Linked DNA regions of Drosophila melanogaster: region 1 is linked to region 2. A link is a contact called in public Hi-C data. All regions are on one chromosome and are shown on one strand. The core of a region is the stretch at or near the end of the contact, and the rest is flanking DNA. Distances in the headings are between cores, read along the strand shown.

The links. Hi-C and Micro-C count contacts between places; a contact is called where the count stands out from the background.
Region 1: a contact with region 2 is called in a Hi-C map of the Kc167 cell line, with 7 times the contacts expected there. A contact is called at or near these places in 10 of 107 Hi-C or Micro-C datasets (the Kc167 cell line, the OSC cell line, the S2 cell line and 2 more) and 1 of 7 datasets of targeted methods (the S2 cell line).

The regions. Positions count from the first base shown.
Region 1 is chr3L:3,552,149-3,558,025 of dm6, forward strand. It overlaps lncRNA:CR45820 (long non-coding RNA:CR45820), which reads right to left and starts at 4,151. Exons shown (of 1, transcript NR_133166.1): 1 at 3,483-4,151. Eip63E (Ecdysone-induced protein 63E) reads left to right here. Exons shown (of 11, transcript NM_001202113.2): 3 at 639-716.
Region 2 is chr3L:3,480,624-3,486,330 of dm6, forward strand. It overlaps CG43074, which reads right to left and starts at 4,030. Exons shown (of 3, transcript NM_001259675.2): 1 at 3,947-4,030; 2 at 3,835-3,879; 3 at 3,209-3,756. The coding sequence starts at 3,997. The coding sequence ends at 3,304. CG42324 reads left to right here. Exons shown (of 6, transcript NM_139562.3): 2 at 5,221-5,655.

The sequences.
Region 1 (5,877 bases), core at 2,901-5,400, 72 kb after region 2:
AAAAAAATTAAACACAATCCGAAATCATTAATGCAATCAGCAAACCAGGAAACCCGGACACGCCTCCCATTGAAAACCTCTTGAACAAAGACAACAAATACCAATTTTCATGCCTCACTGAGCATTCAAATAAGCGCTTTTTGCTAAATGTTATTATTTGATCATTTCGACAAACAACAGAATTAAAAAGAAAACTTAATTATACCGTTGAGTTGTGGAGGGGAACGAGAGATTCCCCCTTGAATACCAAAATAAACTGAGAAATGCATTTTCTATTTTCGGCCGAATATTTTTGGTTGGTGTAAAATTTGTTGATTATTCATTTGGGGAAATGCAGTCGCCACGATTTTCCATCTCTGGGGTCACCCTGTTTATTATGTGCGACCACGCTCGACTGATTTATGTTCGTTTATAACAACGAAATCTGCGTTTTGTTTCCTCCGTTTGTTTGTTTGTTTGTTTTGAAGTTTTCCCAATGCACACATATACAATATATATAGAAAAGAGACAACTTGATTGGAGCCATCATTATGCAATCACCGTATGTCACTTAATAAATCTCTCACATTTCAGCGCAATTAAGTGATTTGTTTGTGTAAATTTATTTATGTATATTTTTTTCTCCTATTTATTCGCAGGCGTCACAATGCGCGAGAAAAAGGGAGGAGCCCTTCAGAAGCTCAAGAAGAGACTTTCGCACAGCTTCGGCAGATTAAGTGAGTAGAAATTATAAAAAATATACCCATAATTCTAAGAGAAAACTGTGATTAAATATTGTTATTTTTTTCGCCTTGAATTGTCAATAATCCCGAGGAAAACTCTCAATGAGTTGAGTCACTCTGCGATTTGTGTTTCCATGTGGGTGCAGTGTCTTTCAAACAATAGTTAGTTATGGTAATGCAATAGTCTATAGATAAATTTATGTATATGTGCAATAATGCAATCCAAGTTGCGGCAACACATAAAAAACTTGTTTAAATCAAGCGGGCGTTGCGGAAAATGTCAAATGAATTGTATATGTGAAGTTGAAGCTAGGAGAATTGATTATTATATATACGAGAGTCATCAGAGTTTTAATAATTTTCAATGTCCATTTTAAGTCTGTTCCCTGTTAATACCTGTAACTATAGCGTTATAAAAACGATTTCAAGTTTTCCCAGCTGTTATGAATTCAAAACATTTCCTGCTCCAAAGAACCCAACTTCCATAAACTTTCCCACTAAAAAAAAAGGACCCATCAACTCATTCCGTCTCGAATTTTTGCATTTATACGAACAAAAACGGAACTTCTTTTATTATGTCCTTCAGCTTTTTCTGACCGAAAACACAATTCCCGAATAAAAACAAAAAAACATCAATACAATTTTTAGTTAAAAAACTTTCGATGCTGCGAGACCGCAACAGATACAAATACAAAATGCAAAACGAACTCGCATTTTCAGACAGAAACTTATCGATTTCTTCGTTGGCATGGTGGGAAAAGCTTTTAATGGTCTAAAAACGCGTTTTGATGGGTTGTCAGTTTGGCTTTTTTCGTTGCGGTAATTGAATGCACTCGTTGCCCGTCAAATGCAATTTGACAGACAAAAGAGCCCGAAATATGCCAAAAACTTCGGAAAGTGTAAACATATTTTGACGAATTACTTGATCGAATGGCTGGTGGAGTGTTGTGCGCCTCTAATCTTTGCATTTCATAGAATTCGCCATGCATTTTCGATGGTTTATTTAGTTTATTTGTGCACGACATGGAAACCCGTATAGTTTGCACCACGTTGACTCACTGAAAAACCCGTTTCGGTCGCTTGATTTTGCGGCATGCGGCTAATTGTCTTTCAACGCCCACGCAAACGGTTTTATTTTCGGTTTTTTGTAAGCTTTTTTCCAGCCTTCATTTCTTGTTCCAGAAACTAGTTCGGCGAACAGCTGTTTTTCTTCCCATAATCGGAGCGATTTTGTGTGTTTTGCGATCTAGTCAGGGGCGTAGTCAAAGATACGGCGGTGGCAAATGTAAAATATAGTTTGAGTGCCACAGGTAAGCCCCTGAATATCTTACTAATGGTCTTGATTGGCTGGAAATCCAACCATATTTGGCTTAAGTATTTAATTGACATTTTGTGTCGTGGCTTTTGTTTTGAAATACCGAGTATATGGCCTTAATTGGGATCATGTGTTGGTAAATAAGTCGTTTCAAATTTCTTGGAAAAGAGAAAAATTTGGTGACCAGGAAATAGTTAAATTCAGACTACAATATATTTTAAATTCATATGTAATTTCAATAATTATTTCACCAACTGATTTCCTTTCATCATCAATCAATCCTGTCAGAATGAATTTCTTTCTGAATTTCATGCTCATTTTACAACATTTCAACTCATGTTCAGTGAGCAATTTTACTATTTCATTTCGATGAAGAATGAAGTTTGCAGCGAATTTTCCGCACCACAACCAATATGTCAGTGTTTTCCCCTCGGAAATGCAGCACCCGCGTCAACAATTGGGCAATTCTTCAAGCGGAAACAATTTCAAATGCATCTTGAGCTTGCATTGAAACAATTTCTCACGATTTTGCCATTTGGGAGCTTCTGTTTCGCCTCGGCTCATAAATGTTGCATTAACCAAAGAATATAAAACATCTGGTAGAGTTGGCTTTATTTAAGCTGAAGTTTAAATGTTTTGCTTGCATTATTGAGCAGTTTTGTGCAGCAGCTGGTTGATGCAACTGAAAAGGGGGAACAAATAAAACCAAGGAATGTCACTCGAGTTGCAAGTTGTCTGCCAAGGCCATTACAACAACAACACACTAACTGTAGTTGCTAGTTGCTGGACTTGTCTTGTCTTAGCCGCTTGTCAGCGAACTGATACTTGCAGCTTAACTATCGTTAATTGCCGCACGAGCTGCCGCTTGTGTTGCCTCGTTTTAATTACACCCAGCTCTGTGTCTGTAACTCACAGTCGCTCCTTCTAAACTGCTTCATTCGCCGGCCATAAAAGTTATGAAGTTATAAGACGTTGCACAACAGAAATTAAGTACCTACACGCTAAACAATAAAACTAGACTTCAGTTGAAGAGCAGTCAAAGTATATAGCCACCATAATAAAACGAAGGAAAATAAATCCAGTAGTACCTTTCTGTTTAGTTTAGTACGAACTAAACTATTTACGAACAGAGATCGTTTTTAAAATCGTTTTTAATGCTTGTATAGTGCAGCACTTGCTTGGACTTCTTTTTTTTCCGGTGCAGCTTATAGTTACAGCGCTTCCTCTTCAGCTTTTGATGAGTGCATTCCATAGATCAGAATTACACAGACCGGAATCACGCACACATATGATCTTTTCTGTCTTCTGAGCTGTGGATAACATGGAATGATTCATTGGATTTTTCTTTCTTGAGTTCGAGTTTTTTGAGGATGTCTGTAAAGTGGATTTAAGATATGAAAACATGTTCGTAGTTGTGTTCACTTGAAATACAGGGATTAGTTGTAATACATTTATTCGTTCCAAATAAAAACGTAAAATTTCACAACGACAACCACTTAAATCTGGTCACCTCGACTTAGATAAAACTACAAACACCTCTTGCCTCAAGTGAAAAATCCTCAACTTACTTAACCAACAATTGTGACACTTATTCCTCCGCCCACTTCCGCTCCTATGAAATAGAGGATAACTTTGCTCGACTGAAGTGAGATTCTTGAGATAACTCGAGGCTCCTTTGCTCCTTTTTGGTGTAAATATTTTATGGCGTCGAATGTCCGACTTTGACACTTGGTTGTCGGCTATATCGTCGCCATCGCATCATCATCATCGTCGTCGTCGTCGTCTCTATTTCTTTGTGCCAGTGATACAGTTCTGTACAGTGTTTCACCTCGCTCTTAGCCATGTTTTTCTCGTTTTTGCAGGCTTGTCATAATCCTTTCTGATAGCATTTTATGTCACAAGCCATGGCCAAACACACTCGACGTTGTCTATGGCTTTAACCCTTGACTGGTGTCCGTCTATCTGGCCGCCAGTCGCAGCCACTTGATAACTTTACACTTGAGCTCACTATCGCTGCTATTTTCAGACCTACTCAATGGCAGAAAAAAAAAAATGGGGAAAAAACCGAGAAAAATGTATATAAAAGATTCAGCAGCCGAAGACGAAGCGCGATAAGCAGCTAATGGTCGCCGACTGTTGATGCTTCCTCCACCGACTCGCTTTTATCTCCCGGAACTCCACACCCACCCTCTCTCTATATGGTATCTCCGCCACTCACTTCCCAAGTCTTTTCAATGCCCTCAGAAGAACTAAACTGGACTCTGCCCGCATATGTGCTGCTGACACAGTGATAACTGCTTTAAGTGGATCTATAGTTCCATGATACATGGAAATGCGGGTCGTAAGCTTTAAATTGATTTCAGAGCGGCTTAGATGTGATTAAAAATCAATTAAAAGCAGATTTACTGTTAAAATAGTTACTATCTCTTCACACTTAAGTTAAACTTTCTATTATCAAGCTTTTGGCCTTTCTAAAGCTTGACTGATTGGTATTGAACCTACGAGTGCTGACCAGTTTCTTTATATCCAGTAATCCCTGTACCATCACAGTCCATTCAAGTGCCACTGAGCAGATTCCGCTATCAGAACACGCATCGTTTCTCGCTTTTCGTCTCGCTTTCCCATCGCTTTTCAGCATTGTATTTACGCTCTGATTTGTGAAGAGCAAGAAACGCTACAGATGCCATCTGCCCCGCCCACCGACCAACGCCAACATCCCGACAACTTTCCGCCCCAACTTATCTGAAGATTTGAAGTACATACATATATGTGGACAAATCCGCTTTGGTGGCCCGTTTAATATGTCATGTCATTGATATGAAAACCCTCTTTCATTTGGTTTCAGTTTTATTTTCCGGCATGTGAGCTGATCTCCGCGACGGCCACACGTCGTATGAGTAATCACGCACATGACCTTTCGCTCGCTTAAGCACATTTAATGCAGCTACCCCCCACCTCCCACTAAATGTTGCACTATTAAATAAGTTATATGAGAAAGTACTCATACATGTTGCCAGCGCAAAATCCATATAGCGGAAGATTTTTTTACGCCCTCAGCGCGTTGAAAAGAAATTTATGCGGGTATTTTCCGTGTTTTATTACACGAATTCCTGAATTTCTGAGTAATTTAGTGAGGCCTCTAACATGGAGGGTTTTCCTCGATTTTTCCGTGCTTATGTTTGTGACATTGATGAGTGGCACTGAGCACTGAACTGTGTTTCGGGTTAATGGTTCACCATTGCGAAGGGGTTAAAGGTTTCGAGAAAAATATTTAATTTTTTTTCTTCTCGTATATATTTATCATGAAATACTGAAATGTAGTTAGGTAATAATAGCAGTAAAATAAATACAGACTCCACCGACTGATAAGCAGGCAACTAGAAGCACTTAAAGTGCACCTGGCACTCCCTGAGTTGCATTACATCATTCGGTTTGTTCTACTTCTGTCAATTATGTGTGTTTATCTTTTTTCACCGATTCCCAACACCACACATTTTCCAATTTCAAACAGCTTAACCCCTTGGGACACCGTGCTCGGGATTATTCTGCATTTTCGCCGACTATCATTGACTGTCCATAAACATTTGTGCCCCGTTCCATTTTATTATTTTACTCTCTGCCGGTGACAGGCGTTTCGTACATGTTCGATAATTTGTTTTTAAACGGCTCATTGTTGCTGGTGTTGCTGCTGTTTCGACTCTTGTCGAATGGGTACATTACATTACAGGTACATGTGTTGTCTGGAGCTGAAGAAAAAACCGAATCTTTTTTTATATGCCAGGCCAAGCGTCAATGCTGCCTGGAAAACGTGCCTTGAATGCGAGCAGGTTTTTTCCCCCC
Region 2 (5,707 bases), core at 2,780-5,279:
ACCACTGTCGCCTCGTTAGACACACAGCACACATATCCTCGCATCGAGGAAGTCATAGAGAATTTTCAGTTGACTGAAAAATATGACGACAAGTTGACGCAACTCGGCGAACTGTCAGGCCAAGATGAGGCATTTTTCCAGCTGAGGGACTTCGCTGCTTCCCCATGCCAGACTTCTCGTTTATTCCTGTTCCTTCAGCTGTCAGTCGGTGCACATCGGTGCCGCCGCTTAAGGACACTCGGAAAAAAAAAAATTTGCAAATCGATGTTCAAAAATTCAACACAAGCTAAATTGCATTTTGAGCAATCATTTATTCAGATGTCTTAAAGAAATGAAATTGTTGCATATCTTTAGTACATCTTTTTTTTAATTTTCATTATTTTAAGTCGAGTTTTTTTTCGACTGCAGGACATTCATGAATAGAAAGGCCTGCTGGAGAATCGAAGTGAACGAGATTGGGTGGGAAAACTGAGGCCCGTCACGTATGTTTTTGTGCCCAAGCATTCGCATAAACATTCCTCGTCGGGATCTCGAGTTGCGCCGGCTCCTTTCCTTTCCATTCCATTCCATCACCTTCCTTTCGCTCACTGCATCCTCGCATCCTGGCTTCTCGTCCAGGACATTGGCATTGACAGGCCTGCGTCGCTTTGCGTTAAATGTCAGCGCTGCTACTGGCCCCAGTTTTATTTCCTTTGCGCTGGGGTCACGGCAATTGACCTTCCATTCATCATCCAACGAGGTTGTTTGCTCAAGCACTCTTGTGTGCGTTTCCCGCTGGGTCCTGTTCCAATGCCCATTGATGTTTACCGCATTTGTTTATCGATTGAACCGGAGAAAATTCGCGAGTTTTGGGTTACTGAAACAACAAGGACGAAATCGAGGTGGTTGCCGACTTTGGCTAATCTGTAATTATCCCCTCAAATGATGCTGAACTGTAAAGTTAGTTCCGAAAGCGGAAAAAATACACAATTTAAGGTTTTCTGAGTACAAAAGAATCGGTTCATTCTTTCTAGCATACATAAGTATATATAAGGGTATCTAAAAAAAAAAAATACATTGAAAAATGAGTAATTTATAAAATCACATACATTTCCAATTAGAAATCAGTGTCGACACATCTCCTTTTACTTTATTGTGAATTGAACTTCGTAATGATGGGAATTATTCTTGTGTTGCAAGTCTACACTTGGGCGCCACACTTCCGGTTCCTATATCTGTGTAAGCCTTTGTGTTGGTGAGAAGAAAAATGACGGGGAAAATGAGCAACCGAATAACTGTAAATAAGCAGTGAAGGAATGTGGCAACATCCTCGGTAAGACCGATAAGAAATTTTCCCGCGTTTCACTGTTGCTTTTTTTTTCGGCACAAAAGGCAACAAATGAAAGACAAAAATGCTTGTGTAATGAAAGACTTGAGCAACATAATAAATAATGACAGGGACACCGAACTACCCAGTTTTTTTTGTTTTGCCATTTTCTCAAGCTCTCCTTATTACTTTCTGAGTTTTCCAATGCACTCCAAGCAGAAGGATGACAATTAGAAAAGCCTTTTTGAGGAGTCATCAGCGTGCATGGGAAAAGTCGATGAGCAGCTTTTCCTTTCTCCAAGTTTCACTTAAACTGTGCAAAATGAGCAGCGAATGGATTGAAGTGGGAGTTTCAAGAAACAAAAGGGAGTACTTGATATTAGATGATTTCTTTGAGTAGCTTTTACCGCTCGAATCTGACGTAAAGTTGGATTAAGTTGGTTACAAGTGGTTTACATGCTTTACAAATAGCAACACTCGAATGACTTTAGAACTATGTACTGATAACATATTATAACCGGATTTCCGCTGCCACCTATAATTTATGGTTGATTAATTCACTGGAGCGATCATCTGTAATGCGACAAAAAAATTGTCACCTTAGTTTACAGATATTAAAACGAAACCATGACAGTAAAATGAAATACGATTTAAACCGAACATGCTGTATTGAATTGCATTAAATCGGAAATAAAAACTATAATCTAGCCTATTTTTCAGTTTACAACTTAATCCTTAATAATCAATTAAAAATGATTAACAAATTGTGTAAAAAACAGGTAATAACTATTAACTATTAACTATAACTATTAACTATACGGAAAAACTGATTCATTTAGCTTGTTAAGTTATTTGTGTACATCAAAACGAAAAACATTTAATAAATTATTGAAAAACTGGCCGCTGGCAAAAACCTAACATAAAAGCAGGGAAATGTGGAAACACGAAAATGGTTTTAATGACCGAAGGCAAACAAATCATAGAGGGAAAACAAGTATCATATGCCGGGAAAATGTATGCCCACATAAATTTGTACGAGTGTGTACCTAAACTGAACCGGAAACTCACACATGTGCAGGCGAAAAGCAAACTTTTTGGCCAACTCTTCATCATTTTGGCCTCTAAGAACACCCCGACGGCACTTTAACCGGTTCCATTTTAATTGTTACCGCCACCTTCCTTCCGCCCGGCAAATGCTTTCCAAATTAATTAATAGCATTGTCTGTCTTTGGCAATTTGCCACGCCCACACACACACAAACTATAAATTGAATTTTCTTATGCGTTGTTGGCAGAAATGGAGTGCGAAGAAAAATTATTTGGCTGCTCGAGCAGTGGGAAATGTGGGAAAAATCGAAAGGGGCCAGCTCAGCGAAGACGAGGAAGCCAAGCAACTGGCACACAGGCCGAAAATCCTTTTTTAATTAAATTTTCTGTACATTTTGCAGTTTTTAGGTTTGAGCGCAGGCGACAGGCGAGTTTCCCTCGCCAATTCCTGTCGCTCATATGTGACGAAAGGAAAACTCATGTGGTTTTCCAACGCTTTCAAGGAGTCCAAAGGAGTAACCAAAGACAAAGTTTTCACTGGTGACATTCTGGCTGCAACTCCTTCCTTCTCGTTTTTGTGTCAAGTTAATCCAATTAGTTGTTTGCCAACGTAGTTTGCACTTTGATTCCCGGCCATCTGTGTCGGGACTTCCAACTAAACTCGAGATTCCCCAACTTAATTGGACAAGCCGGAGATGGATGAGTATTGATATTGATAACCGCGTTATGGATTAGCAGAGGTCGTGACTTGAGTGACAAGGAAAAGCACTCAGTAGCACTCTTCTAACTTGGCAAATAAGTGCTTACTTTTTAATTTTTGCAAGCCGGTATGAATCATTTCTCCAATTTGAATGTTCTCACAAGTATCATATATATATTTGAATCATTAGGTTTGAGTTATAAATATAAGTAAATACATTTCAGATTTTTTTCACTTAGACTGATTGCTGATTAGTAAAGAAAATAATCATTATAATTATCATTGATAGTGCAAATTGCTTTGTTAATTATTAAAGTGTTTGATTTATCTTGATTCGAAAGTGATTTAGCATTCCTAAGAGCTTCTCTTTGCTTCAAGTAAAATTCTGAGCAATAACTATTCGGTTCCTGGGTAGGCAGGATATTATTGAGGGCCTCTATGCGCTCATCAATTTGTCGTTCAATTAAAATGCGTTGTTCATTGTACACATCAAAGTCTCTTCGTGCTTCTATCTTTTCTCTCAAACGACCCTGGTCCCATTTTACCGCGATGCGTATGAGGTCAAGATTACGTGTGAACTCAGAATTACCAATGCATTCACGCTCATATGTGGTTAGAATATTCTGAAGATCATCGGTTATTGTCTTATCGAGTGCAGTGTAGGGACTCACAGTAGTTGTTTCAGGAGTTCGTGAGGATGGCGCCTAAAGAATATGTACATATATATTTAGAGAAAAGGATTACGCATTCTTTAATGGCTTTTAGGGATTTCAAGATTTTACCGTCGTTGTCGGTTCGGTGGTATTCGGTTTACTCCCATTCTCCCCCTGTAAAATATGTTTGAAGCGTACAAGGAAATTAAATATATTGAACATTTTTATTGATCACGCTTACCGTTGCGCCAACAACTATTCCGAGTGCAATTAGGCTCCAAATCCAAACCATGTCGTATTGTGACCACTGTAACCACTTTACAATGGCTTCAGAGCTTAGCACCGTGTTTTTATAGGGGTCGACAGTGGTTCGTAATTCTAATTTAGATAGACGAAATAGGAAATTCTTCAACACCTGTCAGTTCAATATTTCTGTGTCTTATCTCCAGCAAAATATTGGTTTAGTGACAAAACGCAACGGAATGTTTCTTTTGTTAAATGCCTTTTTCATATACCAACATGTCTATATATATCAATATATGTATATATTACCGACTAAATTGCTTTAGTTTTAAAGTTCTCTTATTACATACTAGAAATACAAACTATTTTTCATGTTTTAATGATGTTTTCATTTTCTAACCATGTTCTTTGAATAAATTCGTATATATGTATACGTTGGACTGATTAAAAACTTATCGAAGCCAAAGCTCTCAGGTATTATCTCTTTTTCGGTTCTCTTCAAATGATCTCTCTTGTTTCATTTCACTCTCTCAATGTTTGCGTGCTGTATAATCCACAATTACACTGCGCTTATCAGTTGTCAAGAGCTCCAGATCCATGTAGCCTACCCTGTATCTTGTGGGGTATATGAGTTATAGTGTATTCTCTAAATTATTTGTATAAAATATACTGAAAACAATGCACTTATCATCAAATGACTAGTAATTACAGAATTAAAAATTTACAAATTATGATCTTTTTAACTATTTTTGATACTTACAAATAAATTAAAATGAAATATAATGAAATCAAGGTAATTAAAATATTTCCGACTAATTTGACTAGGGTATATAACCTTACACCCCACCCCAAACCACTGATTAATACCTTATCTGCAGCAGATGCTGTACGTTATGGGTTAAGTCGAATCCCCTTACCCCTGGCCCACAAATTCCCGGGCATGACGAGCATTTTTATGACACAGCCCGCTCAAAGCTTTTTAAAATGAGGTTTTAAAATTAAGCAAAAAAAAAAAAAAAAAAATGGAAATAATAACAACACACAAGGAGAGGAGATCCGCTGGCAAAATAATGAAGCTGTCCGCAGCATTCTACGGAGTTCGCTTTGTCCGGGCCTTTTCAGTGTTTTCAGTGCGGGTACTGCAGTCGAAACCGTGTGACACTCTGCGTCCGGTATGCGTTGCTGTTGTTGTTTTGTGCTCTCCGGAAGCAAAATTAATTACAAAATATTTACAGCTCATAATTTCATTTTGCGTGTTTACTCGTTTTGCAGGCGGCCACAGCGGGCAACCCGAAAGCGGCAGAGATATCAACTGCAAAATCGGCAATATCCACGGCGACGGCAGCACCGGCTATAGCTGCCACGCCCCTTGCCACATCCGCCCCCGCAGCAGCGGAAATCGAGCAGCTGCAACAGGCGTTAATCGAGAAACAAACGCAACTGTATGCCCTGGAATCGGCCTGTTTGAGGGAAACGGAACGACAAGTGGAGCTCGAGGATAGTGTGATAGCGTGGCAGGATAAGTACGATCGGCTCTACGAATCGCACAAGCGGGTTCAAAAGGTCAATCAGAGCCTGGAGGACAAGATGCTCAAGCTGGTGGATCGAAATGCCGGCGAAAGGGCACAGTTGACCAGCGATGTGGCCACTTTGAGTGTGCGACTCGCCCAGGCAAACTTCAACATCGCCAAGCTGCAGAGGGAAATCGTAAGTACAGAATTTACTTCTATGAAATTTTAACTTTAATTAGAACGCAATT